2 separate regions of the Mus musculus genome follow, and region 2 is linked to region 1. A link is a contact called in public promoter capture Hi-C data. All regions are on one chromosome and are shown on one strand. The core of a region is the stretch at or near the end of the contact, and the rest is flanking DNA. Distances in the headings are between cores, read along the strand shown.

Region 1 (7,396 bases), core at 3,404-5,903:
TGTCATGGCAGACAAAGAACAAGGCCTGATGGGGTCTCCATCTATAGGGAAGGTGCCCTAGTCACCCAGAGGGGCCCACATCCCATTCGGCAGACTCCAACTCCTGAATTAATTAGCTGTAGAGAGTTAAGACTTTTCTGCATTTTTGTCTGTGTTGTTTTCTGTTTCAGGGCCTTAACTCTGTGGCCCGGGCTGGCAAGGACTTTACCAGCCTGAGACACTAGGGTTATAAGATTTGTTTATATCCAGCCTTGCTAGGACATTAAGCCCCCAAAACCCACCCCGTCAATAGCACTTTCAAATTACCTATTAGGGACCTGTCTGAGTGGCGTTTAAATTGACAGATCCTAAATAACAAGGGCAGTGTTAACTTATGGCAAGACCACTAACACACCAGCCACCCCCCACCCCCGGTCAGTGTGACACTTGCCCGTTATTAACTGACCCATTTCCTCCTTGCGAAGGTAAAAGTTACTCACAGGTCTCTCGTTGGGGTCAATGAAAAATATCTTGATGATGATTTCAAATTCACCCCATCCTGTTTCTGTGATTTCATATGGAGGCTTGGTGACGACTAGAGCGGGGCAAGAGGAAGAAAACAACTGTGAGTTACTGACTTAGTTCCTGCTCCCTGGCCCTTTATAACTATTCCACGATGAATCAAGAGCTGTGCCTCACCTCTTAGAGGATTGCCGTAGCTTTCGTGTAATTTAAACTGGATCTTCTTCACATATGCTGACATATCCTAAAACACAGAAAAAAATCAGTTCTCCAACGGAACCAGATCTGGCATCCGAGCACAATTTTACACGATGCCCGTTCCTTTGACATTCACGAGTTAGCTGGCCTAGTGAGGCAGCCTAGCTAACCAAGAGGCTAAGGAAAGATGACAAAGCTTGAGAGCAGCCTGGGCAACTCAGCCAGACCCTGCTTCAAACTAAAATGTCTTAAAAGGGGCACGGATACAGCTCAAGACTCAAAGCTTGCTTTCCTCTCCCAAAAATCAAACAAAATAGGCCAGTGCGGTGACACTCCTTAAATCGCAGCACACGGGAGGCAGAAGCAGGAGGATCTTGGTTTTGAGGTCAGCTGGTCTACACAGCTGAACTACAGCCCAGACAGGACTACACAGTGAGAACTTGTCACACACCAACAACCAAAACAAACACGCCACACACACCCCCGAAACCAACCAACCAACCAAAAAAAAAAAAAAAAAAAAAACCCCAACAACAAAAACTCCAAAACAATTTAATACAACAGCAACAAACAGAGCCAAGAACTATGCCTGGGCAGCAGCCAGGGGATAAAGAGGAAGAAAGGCAGTCAGCCAGTGCCAAGTTATTTCCCATCACTTGTTTTGCAAACCCTGGGTTTTTGAGGGGACATGGCTGTTGAGACAGGTCTTATTATGTAGCCCACACTGGCCTGGAACTTGCCATCTTCTTGGCCCAGTGTTGGGCTTATAAGTACGTGTCACCACTATCCGAGGTGCTCAAATTCTGCTTTTATATGCATCAATAAATAACACTCTCAGTTAATTCTGACTTCCATCAGAAGCAACAGCAAGATTTGGGGTATTTTTATAGAAGTATACCTAGAAAACCATATTTATAGCCAATTTTTAGAAACAGTTTCTTTGAGTATGGTGAGGGAGGGATGCACACACGGCTGGCCAGGGGTCCACATCAGGTACCCTGCTCTAGTGCTCTCTACCTTATTTTGGGGGGACAGGGTCTCTCACTGAGCCTGGAGCTCAGCAATCACACATGACCAGGAAGCCTGGGCATCTGCAAGTCTCCATGGTAACAGAATTACAGCCCCCCCCCTTTCTCTCAGGACTTTTTGTTCACATTGCCTGCAGGCACCAACTTCCTCCTCCCCCACCCTTGATAAAGACCGCCCATACATATGTACGCATTCATAAGTGAACACGTTTGTGCAGATGTGTGTACACATGTGTGGGTGTGGGTATGTGCGTACGGCTGCCCCGGGAGGCCAGAAGCACTGGATCCCCGTGAGCTGCCGTACGTGGGTGCTGGGGACCAACTCAGGTCCTCTGCAAGAGTATCACGTGTTTACCTGCCGAGTCACCTCTCCAGCCCCTTATCTTAATTTTATTCAGACGACATTTTTGAAAACCCGATTCATTAATTACATGAAGATGAGGGGCTTCATTTTATTGTTTCTGATGGGGCTAGTGGTGGGAGTCTATAATGGACCCACCTCATACTTGGAAAGTTACTATACACAATTTCAGTTTACTGTCAACTAAACAGACTGCACCGCAAACACTCCTTCCGGGAAAAGCGATGCCCACCTCGTTTCTGTAGGGCTTCACGTACACAGTCCACTGGTGAGTGTGCCCGTCTTCTTCTCTCTTCTTTCCAAAGTACCTGGCAACATTGCCATAAACGATTGGCTTAACGATGGTAACCCCCTAAAAGAAAAGCAAGCTGAAAATCAGTAAATACTTCACCAGCACCTGGATAAACACCATGAGCCGCGGCGACTTGGTTTAGGGAGCCGCAGTCTAACCACGTACGGGCTGACTTAGAACAGGCGTCTCGAGCCAGCGTCACATTCACTAACGTTGGCACAATGCTTCCCACGAGAGGGGCTGGGGAGATGGTTCAGGGGTTGAAGAGCTTGCTGCTCTTGCAGAAGGCTACAGTTTGGTTCCCAGTCCTCACATGAAAAGTGGGTTGTTTGGGGTGTTTGTGTGCACGCTGGGCGCCCTGTGCAGCACATGAGGAGGTCACAGATGACTTGAAGGAATAGATTCTCTTCCTTCCACCTTCCTGAGGCCTGCACTGAGGTCATCAGACTTGGTAAGCCTTTTACCTGCTGAGCTCTGCATGTAAAAGCACCTGAGTACTTGATTAGAGAAGAACAAAATGCCTTCACAAACCTAAAAGCTAGGCTACTGAGTTCAAGTTGCCATTGTGACCGGCTCTGCTGGCTGGGAAAGGCTTTTAGATTAGCCTCTGGCAGTGTTTACCAAAGCACAGCACAAAACCCAAGGTCGGTTTATGAGAGAATTTCAGGGCAAGCATTTTCTGCTGTCATCCTTATTATGCACATACAGTTTGGGTATGGAGTACCCCCTCCCCCAAAAGGCTTATTGCTGGTCCCCAGCTGGCGGCTGAGAGGCGCCTGGACTACAGAAGCACCTTACCAAGGGATTAGCATACTGATCAGCTCACAGCTGAATGGCCTAGGAGATGGGGACAGTGGGAACACACAGGCCACTTGGGTTGGGCCTCTCAAGGGCCTATCTTGTTCCTGCCTCACCCCCACCCCTTCCCCAGCTACTAAGGAGGAAACTCAATTTGAGGACTACAGGCCTAACTTTCTCAAGTTATCCTGAACTACAAACTTCCAGATTTAACTTGTGCAAGTAGAGAAGAGTTTTCCCATGAACCTTTTGCTCTGCAATCACTTCCTACCATCCCCAAGCCTTACCTAAAACCCTGGGCAAATGCACAGCTCTACAAAGCCTCTTATACTAACACAGACTTTTACCTGGTATTTCTTTCTATTGCATTTCAGGGCTTTAGGATTTTCGATGATTTCTCATCTTACATATACTGTTAAGGCAGCTATGGATATATAGACACTATGATTAAGGTAATAAAAATAATATGACACCGATGAGGATTTTAAAATTTTTGTAGACTGATGTGATTTCTTTTAAGGAAAAAAAAAAATCCTTTCTGTGATAAGATCTGTAAGTAGAAGCCCCTTTTAGGGGCACGGGGAGAGCATCCTGAACCGGTACCTTAAAAAATAACCAGCAGGGCTGCCTCAGAGGTTAAGAGCACTGACTGCTCTTCCAGAGATACTGAGTTCAATTCCCAGCAGCCACATGGTGGCTCACAACCATCTGTAATGAGATCTGATGCTCTCTTCTGGTGTGCCTGAAGACAGCTACAGTGTACTCATATACATAAAAATAAATTTTAAAATTAAAAAAAAAAGTAACCAGCAGATGTAGGAAGGTGGGAGGGGGTGGCGAGCTGGAGGGATGGCACACAGGGAAGAGACGACTGCAGCTCAGGCTGGACAGCACACCTACATGGTGACACCTGACAACCGACTCCTGCAAGTCGTTCTCTTACCTCCACCCCTATTAATAATACACATATAGATGGGAGGGAACTGAGTGTCACAACGTCCAGTGTTAAGCAACCTTCACTAAACACGAACGAAGCTAAGCGCTCTTTGCTGACTTTATCAGCACGGGGCTTCGGGAACGACAAGACGGACGAGCCTATCCAGGGTCTGCGACTGATGCCCTAGCCACCCCGGCACCTTTGTGTTTGGCGGTGCGGAGGCGGTGACGAGGACTCGGGGCCCAATGAGCGCCGAGCTTCCGCCCCGCGCGCCGCGCCTGCGCACTGACCTTCACTCTCCCGCCGGAGTCAGGTCCAAATTCCGCCATTCTCTTGAACATATTGTCCCCGGGAAGGAGCCGCGGCGGCCAGGGAGAGAGCTCAGGCCGGCGGGGTAGCCGCTCCCCTCACGAGCCGGAGGAGGGCGGGTCGCCTGGGCTCGGGGAGCCGGACAGCCACCTCCTCCACACGCGCCGCGTCGGGGTCGGCCATTCAGCCCCGAGCTGGGAGAGCCGAGCGGAAGGGCGGGGGAGGGCGGCGGCGCATGCGCAACGGGCTCAGGCAGACAGTGCGCACGCGCGAGGCTGCAGCCTTCCCCGGTAAGAGCCTGATGAGCTGTTGCAGCGGATAAAGAGAGATGGGGATAAATTTTAGGCAGAAGTTAAGGGTAGGGAAGCACCAAAATGGTGAACGTTTGTAGCTTTAGGGTTGAGATAACCCCACACACTTCAAGATGATAGACTCTGGAATCAAAGCTTCTGATTGGGCAGGTCAGATAACTGGGCGTGGGCTTGGTAAAGAATATGCTGCCAAGCCTTGTGACCTGAGTTCGATTTCCAAGGCCAACATGATGGCACTACAGAAATGACTCCACTTCCCGCTCTTCATGGCTCAATCTGTTCTGCTGGCCATGTTCAGTCTGACTTTTCCAGATTCGTCGGGAATCTGTTTTCTCCCTATCTACAGTAAAAACCTCCTAAACCATGCCTAAGAGGGTCATGTTCTTATTTTCACTCACCATTCTTCTCTCTCATACCCTTCCCCAGTTGGAACTCTTCTTTCCAACAAGCCCCCCTCCTACTTTCATGCCCTCTTAGTTCGTGACCTATTGGCTTTAATTGGCGTTTCCTGTCCTACTATGGATGTGGGATTCTTTACCGAAGCAAGAGTAATTTATCAGTGGTACCTTACTAAAGAAAATGGCATCTCTTTCCCAAACAGTCATGAATTTTCAATAGTCCCTCTGGGAAGGGTGAGGCCCCTGGACCCCTCCCGCCATCCATGTTGAAATGTTAACATGCAATCGCAGGTCCTATGCAGATAACCGCAGCTGCAGTAAGTTCATGAGTGCAATGGCCACGTTGTGGCCAGAAGGTGTCGTTTTTGATACATGTCTCTCCATTCTCTGGCTCTTTATACCCTGAAATATTCCCCAATCTTGGAAGGAGTGGTACAACTGTCCCGAATAGTGCTAAGCACACCACCATCTCTTATTCCTGGGCGTTTTGGCTAGTTTTGGGTTTCTGCATTAACCACTGCTCATTGCAATAAACTTCTCTGATGAAGGCTGGGCACAGCACTAATCAATGAGAATAATCAGGAGACCGAGAAGCGAATTTAACAGCATGGTCAATCAATTTTTGCTAATTTTTAAAGAAAAGATTTATTTTATGTATGGGAGTACACTGTAGCTGTCTTCAGACACACCAGAAGAGGTCAGCGGATCCCACTACAGATTGGTTATGAACCACCATGTGGTTGCTGGGAATTGAACTCAGGTCCTCTGGAAAAGCAGCTAGTGCTCTTAACCACTAAGCCCCCAATTTTTGCTAATCTTTAATAAAAGTATTTTTTTTCACTGTATTATCTATTGAGAGAGAGAAAGAGAGAGAGAGAGAATGAATGTGGGTCCTAGAGATCTGGTTAAAGTCATCAGGCTTGATAACAAGTACCTTTACTTTTGCCAGCCCCTGTTTTTGATAATCTTGGCTGTTTCTATAGTCATCCCGTATTTTGAGGTTGTCCTGGCAGCTCTTGAGTATGTCCTAACTCTGTTTCTTAATTGATATCTAAATGTCATTCCCCTTCCTTGATCACCTGATATAAGCTTAGAGCTTCTAAGGGAGACATTCCCTCCAGGAAGGAGACAGGAGGTTCCTGAGACTTGGAAAGTAAACAACTCACAGGCTCAAGAAGTTCTGAAGCTAACAAGATACACGAGCCGCCACCCCACCCCCCCAAGGTTAAAGAAGCAGGAAGGGATGATTGGGGGAAGGGAGGAGACAGAAGTCTAGGACAGAGCCTGTGCTCATCCTGTGGAGTTGACTGGGGGAGACTCTGTCCTACTGAGCTGCTTGAGAGCCACCCAGCAAGCTCAGGGTTGTCGGATGTCCAGTCACCACCCACTGGGGCCTGGGCTTTTCAGTGATGCAGTTGCCTTTGAGGTAACCCTGTTCCTGTGAGGGGCCCCTCACCCATACTCTCATGAGTAACCACAGTAGTTTCACCGGTTTGCCAAGATGGACTCTGGTCCAGTTGATGCTTTGGTCTTTTCTTGCTTCCCTCCTCGGGAAAGGCCATGTGACATTTCTTATGGCTGGTCTCTGCTCTACATTTACACAGCCCTGAGGTATGACCTAGTCTTCTTCAAGCTGTTGTCCTGGAATCATGGGAGAGTGAAGAATAAGAAAAACGTGTTGTAATGAGAGTCTACCACGTTCCACTCATTATTCTAGGTGTCTGGGATGTGGAAAGGAACAACAGAGAAGAAATCTTCCAGGTATGATGGTAACCACTCATAACCCCAGCACTCAAAAGGCAGAGGTCAGAAGTGTTCAGGGCTAGCCTGAGCTAAATAGGAAGTGCCAAGCTGGGCATGGTGGACTAGGACTGTATCCTCAACACTCAACAGGCTGAGGCAGGAGGTTTGCTGAGAGTTCAAAGACCAGACTAGGTTATGGAGTGGGCTCAAAACAACTAAACGATAAAAAGTTTTAGCCAGCCTGAGCATCACAGGGAGACCCTTTCTCAAAAAGGAAAGATGCACAGTGAACCAACCAACCATGAGCCCTCCTTCCTCTCAGGACAGAGGTTTGGCATAGTGCCGTGCTTCTCAGCCTTCCTAATGTGGCAGCCTCTTAACAGCCCCTCATGCTGTGGTGACCCCAACCATGACGTTATTTTCGTTGCAATTTCATAACTAATTTTACTACCATTATGTATAGTAATATGAACACATTTGAAATGCAGAATATCTGACATATAACCCCTGTGAAAGGGTC
Region 2 (7,396 bases), core at 2,442-4,941, 3.0 Mb after region 1:
CAGTTTCCTCAGAGTTCTTATCTCCAAGTGTATCCATGTTAACTCACCGGGACCTCTCCATCCGAGGGTGGAATGTCACAGGGGTCTATTTTTTGATGGCTATGTTCATTCTTCTCTCTCTTTTCACACCCTTCTTTACCTCCCTCCCTCCCCTTCCTCCCTCCCTCCCCTCCCTCCCTCCCTCCCTCCCTCCCTCCCTCCCTCCCTCCCTCTGATAAGCTCTTCAAATTCTCATTAGTTACCAAACCCTACCTAGCCTGTGGCAGCCAGTGAAGAGGAAGAGTTACCCTTAACTTATGTGTGCTTTGTGTAGTGTCACACTTTGTGTAGTGTCACACTTTGTGTAGTGTCACACTTTGTGTAGTGTCACACTTTGTGCAGTGTCACACTTAATACTCTAGCGACTCCAGTGTGGGGTGTTCTAATGTTTATTGAACACTGGAGAAAAAAAAAAATCACGCCGAGAGAATTTGCTTCGGACGGTAAAAGCTAGGGTGCTCTTTTCAATATTCTGCCAATCTTACAAACTTTCACAATTGTGCCCATTAAAGCCAAATTGTCACCAAGATTCCTTAAGTTTAAAAGAAGATGTGAACTGGGTATGGTAACACAAGCCTTTAAACCAGCACTTAGAAAGGCAGAGCTAGGTAGATGGCCGTGAGTTTGCAGCCAGCATGGTTTACATCGTGTGCTCCAGGTGAACCAGAGACGTGTACACAGTGAGATACTGTGGAAGGTGGAGGAGGAAGAGGAGGAGGAGGAGATGCAGGAGGAAGAAAGAAAAATTAAGAGAAAGAAAGAAAAAAGAAAAAATGTAAAGTCTTTACTGGTTTTAGAATTGAAAAAAAATAATATGTGGTTTTTAATTGTGTTGTTCTAGAATTAATGTGTCTTTCCACTGAGAAGTTGCTCTATAACATTAGAGATTAATTTTTAAAAAGGCTCTTTAATATATACATGCTCAACCCTGGCTAAAGCCCAAAGAGAAGCTGGCTTGACTCGAAGATTTTGCTAACTTACGTACATACACCTTACATTTATGCAGTCTACATATGCTATCATCTTGAAATCTCTCTCAGGTTCTGGCTCTAGGTTACACCTTGAACAGTTTAAACACAGACAGAAGTCTGGCCACTAAGGCAGGAGGCTGCAAGTCTGGTCGCTAAGGCAGACGGGATATGTACATGGCCAAGATTTTACATATTGTCAGAATGATTTTAAGTATACCAATGTTGTTCTTTTTCAAATATTGTTACCCAGAGTCATCATGCTCGCCTGGTAAAAGTATGCTTTTCTAAAGAAGAGAGCTAGGGGCTTTACAGTAGGCTAGGAGATCAAGTCAGCTAAGACCCTGTCTCTCCTCCCCTTTCTTTCCATGCCTTTCTGTTCTGAGCAAAGCCTTTGCTGATACCAGAAAGGAACACCAGTGGAACAAAAGGATGTAGTGAGATTTGTTGGTGGTCCACAGTTTTTAGAACGTTGTACCTTTCTACATTCAGAGTCAGTTCTGCCACCATCCTCCCTTCCTTCTTTCCTTGTGCTCAGCAACAATCACCACTTGACTGTAGGTTAATTCCCATGCATTGTATATACAACTGGATTCTCTGCACATCAGACATCCTGAATGCTGAGATGCAAGCTTTGGCAGAGGTGGACGCCATTGTTGCATGTGCCTTTCCCATGTTGCATCGTGCTTTCAGGGTTCACTCTTTTTGTTTGTTTGTTTGGTTTTGGTTTTTGATTTTTTTCAAGACAGGGTTTCTCTGTGTAGCTCTGGATGTCCTGGAACTCACTCTGTAGACCAGGCTGGCCTTGAACTCAGAAATCCACCTGCCTTTGCCTCTCAAGTGCTGGGATTAAAGGCGTGCACCACCACGCCCGGCCAGGGTTCACTCAGGGTCCTTCTGAGGGCGTGATCTCTGCAGTGTCCTAGGCAGCGCCTTCTAATTTGTGCTGGTCATAGCTATGTTACATATGTTACATCTGGTTTTCCCAGAGTGTGACATTGTCAAGCCTTTAGTTTTAGCCACTTGATGAATGCTTAGCAATGTTTCCTTTTGATATTTAGCTACATTTTTTTCTGATCATTAGTGAGAGTAAACATCTCTCCCTGTGCTTATTACCTAGTTGGCTTCATTCTATGCATACAGTGTTACCTGATCCAGTCTCTTGCCCCGTTTTCTATTAGCAGTTTGCTTTAGAGAGTAAGTCTGGATTTGTGGTCATTCTTTTTATGGTATGGGATGGGAACTTTATATAGATGTGTATATTAAAAATATTTCCCAGTCCATAGTTTGCTTTTACTCTTTTATAATGAAATTTACTCCTAGGTGTTCTCAATTTTATATAGTGTGTCAATCTTTGTAGATTAAATAATCTTTGCTTTCTTCAAATTATAAAGAGATTATTTTATATAACTTTAAGTTCTAATATTTTGTCTTTCACATAGGGGGCACAATCTAGCTAGAATTATTTTTTTCTGAATGAGATATTGGTGTTGTCTTTAGATAATAAAAAGATGGTTGCCAATTCTTCTCCAGTTTGCCTTCTATAATAAATACTATTCTTACCTTTATTGAAGTGAGTAACAACATGTTTAAAAAATAATAAAAAGCTAAGCATGTTTCATTCTTGTTATTGTGGAACATATCTGAAAAAAGTTTCCTGAAAATATTACATTTTTAGTTTTAGAATAGACAGTTCTTCAATATTTTGAATCCCACTTGCTGTCTTTGGGATGAGTCAAAGTAAACTCATAGAAATAATTACAAGTGGGCCGGTTGGTACGCCTTTAATCCCAGCACTCATGAGACAGAGGCAGGTGGATCTCTGAGTTCAAGACCAGTCTGGTCTACATAATGAGTCTCACGGCAGCTAGATGCATATTGAGACCCTTAAAACAATAAAGATAAATAAAGTTAGTGGTGTCCTGGAATATTTCTTTGGCGAGTCTACACCTCATGCTTGCAATAGTGTCATGACAGATGCATTTTGTTATCGCCACTTTCTCTGTCCTTCTTCCTTTGGTTTTGGTTTCGGTCACGAATTCTATATTTGGCATTCAGTGGTCTTGCCTTTGTTCATCTGTCCAGCCTCATTCTTTGGCACTTGTCCTGTACACCACCACGATGACTTTGCCCTCTCAATTCACAAACATCGAATCCGTGAAAACCTGAATTACGCCCATGGGGTGGGGGTGGGATGGGGGTGGGGGTGGATTCCTACTTGTCTTTCAAGATGAAGGATTATTTAACTTTAAAAGCAGGGGGGGGGGTCTGTTTTAAAAGAAATGGTCAATAAATGAAGGCCTAAATGTTGCTTTAAAATAATTTTACTTAAAAGTGCATTCCTGGACCAAGTATTGAAGTGAATTAATGAGAGGTTGTTGATTGATACCGTAATCTTTCTATCTTGTTTAGCACTCTTTCTGGAAGAGATTCTCTAGAGGCCTAGAGGAACTTTTAAAGAAAATCCTAGAAAAAACTCCCTTGCGATGACGTGGGAGAGAGCAATCTGTCTCCTACTAGAAAGCAACCTCCTCTCCTAGTGGAGACTTTTCCATGGGAGCGATCGACTGGTTCGGCGCTCGCTGCAGAGAGGCAGTTCGGCTAGTTCTGTCTGGCGGCCATCCCGGAAGTGGGTGAAGGCGGTTGTGGTCAGTGTAGGCTCCCACTTCGGCCGGGGCAGGTGCGGGCGGGCACTGCTGGCGACATGGCCGACACGGACCCGGGCTATCCCCGCTCGTCCATCGAGGATGACTTCAACTACGGCAGCTGCGTGGCGTCGGCCAGCGTGCACATCCGCATGGGTATGTGGCGGGGGTCAGGGGGACCAAGTGACCAGAGGGAGACATAGTTGTCTTCTAGAGGTGTGGGCCGGGTCGCCTAGGTCAGCGGTCCTCAACCTGAGGGTCGCAAGCGGGACCCTTTCACAGGGGGTCGCCTAAGGCCATCTGCACATCAGATATTTACATTACGATTCGTGACAGTAGCAAAATTACAGTTCTGGAGTAGGGACAGATATAATTGCATGTTTGGGGTCAGCACACCAGGAGGATCCATATCAAGCATTGGAAATCACGGGCTGATGCCCTCATTTATTTGTTCCCCGTGCTGAGACCTTACCATCCTAGTCATTACTGTCTCCCCGTGGGGTACAGAACTCGGCATACGTGTGTGTGATGACTGAGAAGTTTCCCAGACCGACGCATAAAGTCACGGCGACTCAAAGTTATTACTTTGAGTTTAGGCTGTTCGTTGACGCGTAACGAAGCGGAATTCACTGTCCACCAAAGGTCACTTTACAGAAATGGACCTGCCTGGGCAGCTCAAACCGGTTCTGGATTTAAAAAAAAAAAAAAAAAATGAAGGTGGTTCTGACGCATCTAGAATCTTGGTACTTACCTAGCCCGATATTCCTGTAATGAATTTTGAAATTATTTTGACAAGTGAGCTCAGCTTTTAAAATATATTCATTATGAAAAAGTACTGGTAGCCAAAAAATTGCTACCCTAGACACCTTTGAGGTACCAAGCAGTAATGTTTTGTCGCCCTGTGGTATTTCCTATCCAGCCAGAACTTAGTCATCTTTCAAAGCAAAAGTGAAATTGTATCCATAAGTAACTCGCCATTGCCAGCCTCCTCTGCCCTGGGCAACTCCCATTTCTTCAGTCTTTATGAAACGGTTAGAACTGCCTCAGTAAAAAAGAAATCATACATGTTAGCCGTTGTGACTGGCATGTTTCTATTAATGTCTTCAAAGCTCACCCATGTCATAGTGTATGTGTGTCCGACTGTCATTCTTCCTTTCTCTCAGGCCTAGTCCAGAATGCCACGTAGTTAAGATCATGTGTGTTGGGTGTTTTATTTATTTTTTTCCTCTTCAGATCTACATTATTCACTTGGTACTGCCGTGTGTACTTACGATTCCCCACCCCTATCCTCCGTGGCCGGATTGCTGACTAGCCCTTGCTATAGAAGCGTCCTCTGCTTTCTCTTTGTGCCTGAGTACTTTTCTTTCTTCAACTCAAGGTCGTTCTCTTGAATGCTCAAGCATTTGGGCAGTTATGGATAAAACTGTTTTGCAAACTCCCCTGGGTTTTGTGTGTGTGTGTGTGTGTGTATTTGTGTGTACATAGTTTCAACTCATTTAGATAAATACCTAGGCGCATGGTAGCTGGGTGGTACACAAGAGTGGACTTTGTACTGTAAGAAACCACTAGACTGTGACCCTGCATTCCTAGCAACAAAGAATGAATTCTTCTTCATCCATGCCATAATTTGGTGCAGTCATTAATTAATTTGGATTTGGGCAATTTTAATAGGTTTTCTCTCTTTCTTTTTTTTTTTTTTTGTTTTTTGTTTTGTTTGTTTTTGTTTGTTTGTTTTGTTTTGCTTTGCTTACCGGGTATATCTTTTGCAAATATTGTCTCCCAATCTGTGGCCTGTCCTTTCATTCCCTTGATAGTACCCATTTTGAAAAGTACTTTGTTGTTTGAGCATTTAGCACATGCACTTGATGTGCGTTGATCACATCTATCCCCCCCACCCCAGCCCCTCAGTTCCTCCTTATCCCTGCACTGCTTTTCCCTCTGAACTTCATGTGCTCCTTGTTAAAAACAAAACCCACTGAGTCCAGCAGGGCTGCCGCCATGAGCATGGTGGTAGGACATACAGCATGGGTAGCCACATAGTGTTGTAGAAGGAAACTGGCTCTCCCTGTCTTAGTCACTGCTCTATTGCTGTGAAAAGACACCATGACCATGGCAACTCTTACAAGGGAAAACATTTCATTGGGGACATGCTTACAGTTTGAGAGGCTCAGTCCACTATCATCATGGCGTGGAGCATGGCAGCGTGCAGGCAGGTGCTAGAGCAGTACCTGAGAGTTACACCCTGATCCATAGCAAAGAATGAGACAGACTCAGGGCTCATTCTGGGCTTTTGAAACCTCAAAGCCCACCCCTAGTGACACACTGCCTCCAACGAAGCCATGCCTCCTAATCCTTCTAATCCTTTCAAATAGTTCCATTCCCTGGTTACTAAGCATTTAAATATAAGAGCCTATAGGGGCCATTCATACTCACGCCACACCCCCAGGAGTCATCAACTGCTCATAGCTTCTCTGGTGATCCATTTGAATCCGTTTGAATCATGGCTTTTGGATTGCAGGATTTCATTTTTTTTTTAAGCCAATATTTCAAATTTATTCTTTGACAGTTCCATACATGTATACAGTGTATCCTGCCCAGCCCCACTCCCTCCAACAACCTTTTCTCACCTTCCTATCCATTTGTTTGTTTGTTTGTTTGTTTGTTTAATACAGGGAATCCACTCAGTACTACCCACTTTCGCATGGGAATGGGACATCTACCTAGGCCACTAGGTAGGCAACTTACTAGAAGCTGTGGGGGAAGAAAACTGACTCCCACCAGTGGCCATCAACTGCTCCTTGCCCCTTGGTTTTCAGACCCTTGAGTCAAGGTTCTTTCTACAACTCTGCTATTCTCTAACCTCACTTAAAAAAGGCACGTGTCCCACCAGTGCTCTTAACCTCTCTGCCATCTCTCCAGCCCCTTCATATATGTTCTTTATCGTGGTGAATTGGTTTCTTTTGATTCCTAGCTAACACATGATTGTAGAATTTTATCACATGGTTTTTCTGTGTCAGTTGACAGTGACATGACAGCATTTCCTCCCATGTCTGTCATTCTATAAATGTAGTATATGACATTTGATTGACGTTCATGTATTGAACCATCCTAGCCTTCCAGGAGTAAATCCCACTTAGTCGTGTTTAATGTACTAATATGCCATCGACTCTTCTTTGCTGTTTTGTTGTTGTTGTTGTTGAGGACTCTGTGTCTATTCATCAGGCATGCTGTGCTGTAGTTTCGATACACTGTTAACTTTGCTGCTCTTCTTAGAAATGCTTGAAATAAGACGGGAGCTGGCCTATGTAGCAAGTACTGGGTAGTACTTGAGTGGGTAGGACTGAGAGGTTCCTGATGACATGAGACAGTGGATGGGCTCAGGGAAGGACAGGGACAGAAGGTGACAGACATGACACTACAGGAAACTATCAGAAACAATACGTGAACACCAATCAAACTATAGAGGTGGTCCTGAGCGTGTCCGTGAGTGAGAGAGGCCTCGGTGAGGCAAGGTCAGACTTAAGGAATAATTTAAACTATTAAGGGATATTTAACAAACACATTTGATTTTTTTCCCTCAGCAACTCTGTACTAGATGCAGAGATAATTAACAGTTGCTGTTCTGAAAACACTGACTTGGCCAGCCCCTAAAATGACTTCTTTGTGGCACCTTGGCTAAATTCTAAAGTGCCAAATGCCAGGTTTAGAGGGGCTTTTGGGAGGAATGACGCATCTGAGAACTGA

What was found. Promoter capture Hi-C pulls out the DNA fragments that hold promoters and counts their contacts.
Region 2: a promoter capture Hi-C map of liver shows a contact between it and region 1, with 4 times the contacts expected there. The contact joins the promoter of Tmbim4 here to the promoter of Yeats4 in region 1. A contact is called at or near these places in 3 of 39 promoter capture datasets (the C10 cell line, liver and pre-B cells), 2 of 115 datasets of contacts at active chromatin or transcription factors (acute myeloid leukemia and astrocytes) and 1 of 9 other capture datasets (liver).

What each region holds. Positions count from the first base shown.
Region 1 is chr10:117,219,854-117,227,249 of GRCm38.p6, forward strand. It overlaps Yeats4 (YEATS domain containing 4), which reads right to left and starts at 4,654. Exons shown (of 7, transcript NM_026570.4): 1 at 4,406-4,654; 2 at 2,321-2,440; 3 at 679-745; 4 at 480-574. The coding sequence starts at 4,456. It overlaps Gm31963 (a long non-coding RNA gene), which reads left to right and starts at 4,633. Exons shown (of 4, transcript XR_872061.2): 1 at 4,633-4,714; 2 at 6,738-6,894.
Region 2 is chr10:120,205,135-120,212,530 of GRCm38.p6, forward strand. It overlaps Tmbim4 (transmembrane BAX inhibitor motif containing 4), which reads left to right and starts at 3,692. Exons shown (of 7, transcript NM_026617.3): 1 at 3,692-3,808. The coding sequence starts at 3,712.